2 separate regions of the Sus scrofa genome follow, and region 1 is linked to region 2. A link is a contact called in public HiChIP or PLAC-seq data. All regions are on one chromosome and are shown on one strand. The core of a region is the stretch at or near the end of the contact, and the rest is flanking DNA. Distances in the headings are between cores, read along the strand shown. Region 1 holds the start of CMC1 (COX assembly mitochondrial protein homolog). Region 2 holds the start of SLC4A7 (sodium bicarbonate cotransporter 3).

Region 1 (2,700 bases), core at 102-2,601, 640 kb before region 2:
CGGCCTTCAGGCCGTGCAGCATCTAGGTTCTGTGTACGTTCCCAACATCTCTCCTTATGGATCTCCTCCACTCTGATAGAAATGATTCAATCACATCGTTTAAGCATTTGCACCTCGGCCCAGCTGTATGCTTTTCCATTACCTCTACAGGACTGCTTCCCATAGTCCTTCAGATTCCAATTCACTTGACACTTCCTCCTAGAGTTCTTCACTGACCATTCCACCTTAAGTCGTCCTTTCTTAACCATTTCTTGACCATCTACCTATGTCACTGCTTATTTTCTTCATAATGTTTATCACAATCTATAAAAGTACTGTGGGTGGTCTTCTTTCTTCTACAACTAGAATACAAGCTCTAGATAGAGCAGGGATCCTTTGCCCTATATACCAGACTCCTAGGGCCTAGAACAGGAAGGACATACCGTGTGCACGCAACAAGTATCTGTTTCATCCATAAGGACGTAAAGGCGGCATGGTCTACCACCCAGACGGGAAATGCACTGAAATGGACTGAGTTCTATGCAGACTCTGCCGCACCAGCAATCAGCCACGAGCCTCGTCAGCTACACGATTATCTCCTTCTCCTTGAGCTCACTAAAGTGATTGTCATTTCTGAGTCTCCAAATGTTTGAGGTCATTCCTCCTCCCACTGGCTGGACTTTTCACATCCAGAGTGAAGGGAATGATCTAAAGCTAATCACCATTCCCTCTAGACACGCAGCTCTGGGTACCCTCTAAACTGAGATGCCGAGGGGCAGACAACACGGATACAAACTGCCCTAGGGGTACGCACGAAAGTCAAACTCACAAAGAGCGGGGCTTGGGGGGCGTTTTCCAAACAAGCTGGCACTCGCTCCGATCAATGATGTTAGGTTGGACTACAGATACTTGAAATGGGCGAAAAGAGGACAGGTGTCCAGAAGAAAACTATCTGCAAGCTACAATCGGAAAAGAGGATCGACGCCAAACAGCGCCGCTCCCCGAACCATAGCCCTAGGGCCGCGGAGCCAGGCGCCCGGGCGCGGCGGGGCGGGGCCGCCGGGGCGCCGCGCCTCCCCCAGCTCGACCCCCGCCCCCAGCCCGCCACACGCCAGCCGCGGCTCGGCAACCCCCGCCTCCCACCCCGTACCTGCGGGGTCGTGCGCCATCTCTGCGCGGGAGGAGGCGCCCAAGCGGCCAAAGCACTGGCAGTGTGGGGCGGAGCCCGGGCACACGTGCAGTGAAGCAACCCGCGGCGGGAGGAGGAGCCTTACGCCAAGGGAAACTGCCGCTTGCTTACTTCCCAGTAACTACTTCCGCCGCTCATTGCGCCTGCACCGTCCTGACACCACCCACAACCCGGTAACCAGAGTGGGCGGACTTCACCGAGCGATAGCCCTGGGAGGGGGCGTGGCCGTCTTGGAAGGCGCAGGCGCGCTCGGGGCCTGAGGACTCGCGCTTCTCTGGGTGGCTCCGTACAAGTTTAAGCCCCTCCCTCCAAGCCTGCCTCCGAACCGAACGAACCTGCCGGCTCCTTCATTTTTCCTCTTTAAAGTTCATTCATTCATAAGTATGTATTTCATGCCTGCTAGGTTCCAGCCACGGTTCTGAATACAAGGAGGAAATAACTGGGTAAAAGTAAGGTCCCTAAGTCTCCAGACGCACAGTGTTGGTGAGGGACCCAGAAATAAGCAATACGCCCTGACGACTTGTGCAGCAAGCACCCGTGTACTGAGTGCTGCATCCTTACTTCTCTCCGGATCGAAGCCTGCGCCTTCCCTGGAGGTTACACTTAGAAAGTGAGCGCTAGGATACCTCTGTCTGGTGAAATAACATCTTCATGACGTGTAGTCCCATTTGGGTGATGCTGCAAATCCCCACTCGGTCCATCAAAGCTGTATATGCGAGCAAAATGAAGGAAGCGATAGACATCCTCCTCAAGAGCCCCAACTGCCCTCTTCCCAGTAGAAGAAACTTTCTGGGTAGTAAGTAAGCTCATATCCACTCACCAGCCAGCCTCCAGAAATGCTCCCTTGTCACATCCACGTTGAGCTAGCCCGAGCCTCTGGAGGGTCAGGTGCGCAAGGGCACAGATGGGACAGATGTTAGAAAAACAAGGAGCAGCTGCTGCTTCGCAGTTAGGGCTTTGAGGCTTTCAAAGTGATCCCGTCCCCACCTACCTGCAGGCCCTCCTCCCCTGCTGCTGCTTCCTCCTGGTCAGTTGGCAGAGAAGCTGACGCTGCGGAGCAGGGCTGGGAAAGTGGGTCTCTGCTCAGCAGGTCTTCCGTTTAAGGGCCTATTTGGGCATAACGGCCCTTATTACAGCTGTAGGATGAGGCGCCAAGATGGAATTAATGTTTCACTCAGCCAGGCAGGAAATCAGGTCCTGTTCCCTGTATGTTTTATAAATGTGTTTAGAAACACACCAGATTCATTCTGGAGGCAAAAGATTTAATCTAGAAAGTAAATCTTTTTGAGGTGATGAGGTGAGGTATAAGAACACGTCATACACACACAAGTAATTAAACTCAATCTTCCTCATCAAAAGGGCAACATGGGAAATGCAGAAACTTGCAGAGACCTAGGCACCTCCACTTAAATCTTGCTTCATGACCTATTAGCTTTCTAACTTGGATAAGCTTCAATGTTTCTCTGGACTTTCATTTCTAATTCATGAGGTTGTTGTGAGAAATAAATGCAATATTATCTAACACTGTTTCA
Region 2 (2,714 bases), core at 62-2,561:
GATAACAGAACATATATTGTAGTGGGAGGATTAGAGATGGAGTTTGCATTAATGTACAGTGTCAGATTGTAGTTTAAATGGTAGCACATGTGCTCTTTATACAATAAAAAAATAACGTGTGCCTAGAAGTAACTCTGGGAAATTTAGAAAAAAGAAGACTAAGACCCAAAACTGGAAGGAGTCATTCATCAAACTTACCTTTTTTTTTTTTTTTTGGTTTTTCTGGGACTGCACCTGCGGCATATGGAGGTTCGCAGGCTAGGAGTCTAATCCGAGCTGTAGCCGCCGGAACCACAGCAACGCCAGATCCCAGACGCCTCTGCGACCTACACCACAGCTCAGACAACGCTGGATCCTTAACCCACTGAGTAAGGCCAGGGATCGAGCTGCAACTTCATGGTTCCTAGTCGGATTCGTTAACCACTGAGCCATGAGGGGAACTCCCAAACTTACCTATTTCTGACTTTAGAAATATCCTATTTGAGATGGATGGAATAAACTCTCCAGACCTGCTGTAATAGAAAGTTTCCTTCCACAGAGCTGACTTAACTCCTCTTCACTAACCCTTTTGTTCTTTTGTAAACACCCAAGATAACTTAGTCAACAATGATGCCTAGTTAACAAGCAGGCACTTTTCCGAGTCATGCACGTTTCCTGATAGCAATTCACTCAATCCTCCAATGACCTTCGTGGCAGGCACCATCACCACCTCCAGTTAGAGCTGTGGATACCGGAGAAGTACCTTAAGAGGTGGACGAGTGTGGGCGCCGCCGTGGCACACGAGGACACCTGGCCGGGAGTGCTCCCCTTTTCACTGGCCCCGAGTTGGGCTTCTTGCCTGCAGGGCTGAGAGAAAAAGAACTTGCAGCAATCCTGAAGACCGTTAGTTCCTCTGGGGCTCCCTCGAGCATCCTTGAAACGGGTGGCTGCCTTCTTTCCTCTTGCCACTAAAGAACGTGGTTAGGAGCTGGGCGCGGTGGTGACCCTCACCCAACTTACGACTAGAAAAACGAGTCAGACACTTATTTTTGGTCACTTACGATTTTACCAAGGGGGGCCAGCCTCCTGAGAAGGCGGCGTGGCGGGAAGGTGAGTATGGAACCCCGAGGGCTTCCGATTGGCTGGGACGGGCGCCCTCCCGCCCCCTCCCGCCCCCTTCCGCCCCCTTCCCGCACCGACTCGGGGCGGTGGGGCCCGGGGGCCCACCCGCGCATTTAGGAGGCCCGCGGGGCTGTCGGGCAGGGGGCGGGGCGCAAGGGGCGGGTGGTGGGCGGTGGGCGGGGCGGGTGTGTCGTCACGGCTCGGCCCCGCCCCCGGCCTCCGCGGCACCCTCTTCCCCGCCTCGGCCTCCTGCTCGCTCAGTGCTTGCTCCACGTTCCACGCCGCGGCCTCCGGCCCCGCAAGAGGCAGACCCGGGACCGCCGCGTACGCGCCCCTCTCGCGCGCACGGTTCTCCCCACGCGCGCGCCCTGCGCACGGACGCACGTTCGTTTCCCCTCGCGCGCCTGGCTCTCGGCGGCGGCAGCGAGCGGATCGTACGCGGCACGGCGGAGCGGCTGCGGCGGGCTGGAGGGCCGACTATGGAGGCGGACGGGGCAGGCGAGCAGATGAGACCACTCCTCACCCGGGTAACGAGCTGGGCGCGGACGCAGCGGGCGACGGGCTCCTCGGCCGGGCACGGGGCGCGGCGGACAAAGGCGGGGACGCGGTGAGCCGGCCACTGGTCCCGGCTCGGCCCCCCAGCCGCCGGCGGCCGGCGCGCCAGGCAGCCCCTTTGTGTGTGGCCGTCAGGGACGAGGGGCGGCGGCGCCGGGGAGGCCCGCGTGTGGCGGCGGTGCGTCCGGGGCTCTCGGCTTCCGGGGAACCCGGGGGTCCGCCGCTCAACAGCCCGCCCGCGCCGGTCTCTGTCTGGCCCACTGCCCCGGGATCTCCGCTCCGGTGGCCTTGGCGCTGGAGCTGAGGCCGGCCCTTCTCTCAATGGGCAGGAGCGCGACTCCACCTGTGTAGCCCCAGGCAGCGGCGCGGAGCTGGGTGAACCTTTCCCATCTTTTCTGTCCCCCATCCGGCCCCCGTGCGCTTTGTTCCGGGACTCCTCTGGCCTCGTGGACGCCGCCTGCCTTTGCGGCCAAGGCTGCCCCTCGCTGCAGACTGCCTGGGCCGCCGCCTCTTCGGGCGAGAACCGGAGGAGTGTCCTCCTGCCGCAGGCCAAGTAGAAAGAGGAAGGTGTCCCGAGCCCCGCGCGCTGTGCCTTTCAGCGGCCCAGGCTGGCCTTGGCCTCACGGTTGGAGGGGTGTGGTGGTGGGCTTTTTCAAAAGGTCGGTCTTCGCGTTTGTGATGCTGGACGCGGGGCCCAGGCTTGAGAAACTGACTTCCTGCTTTCACGTGGGATGCATAGGTCCCCCCAGGTCTCTCCTTCCTTCATAGTCCGTGACTCAAAAGAGCATAGAAGTGTTAGAAATTTTCCTCTTTCCAGCCCTTACTTTGTAACCAGCAAAGGAAGGAAGGTTGCAGTGAAAATTTTCCAGTCTTTCACAACTAACAGGGAAATTGTTTTTAACGTGTTTTTATTCAAGAATTTCACTTATTCCCCACTCTCACCCCGCCCCCGTCCTTTTAAAGATTACCGTAAGGCCCCCGCAGAGTAGCCATTCATCATCTCAATATGTTCACCCATAAATTCTCAAAACATGGAGGAAAAACTTAGCCTCCAGACA

The links. HiChIP or PLAC-seq counts read pairs in DNA pulled down with a chosen protein or histone mark.
Region 1: a contact with region 2 is called in an H3K27ac HiChIP or PLAC-seq map of alveolar macrophages. The contact joins the promoter of CMC1 here to the promoter of SLC4A7 in region 2. A contact is called at or near these places in 1 of 5 promoter capture datasets (fetal liver), 1 of 47 Hi-C or Micro-C datasets (subcutaneous adipose tissue) and 1 of 2 datasets of contacts at active chromatin or transcription factors (alveolar macrophages).

The regions. Positions count from the first base shown.
Region 1 is chr13:14,680,875-14,683,574 of Sscrofa11.1, reverse strand. CMC1 (COX assembly mitochondrial protein homolog) reads right to left here and starts at 1,351. Exons shown (of 7, transcript XR_002338179.1): 1 at 1,130-1,351.
Region 2 is chr13:14,041,705-14,044,418 of Sscrofa11.1, reverse strand. It overlaps SLC4A7 (sodium bicarbonate cotransporter 3), which reads left to right and starts at 1,311. Exons shown (of 26, transcript XM_021071464.1): 1 at 1,311-1,628. The coding sequence starts at 1,581. It overlaps LOC102163580 (a long non-coding RNA gene), which reads right to left and starts at 1,148. Exons shown (of 4, transcript XR_001300094.2): 1 at 454-1,148.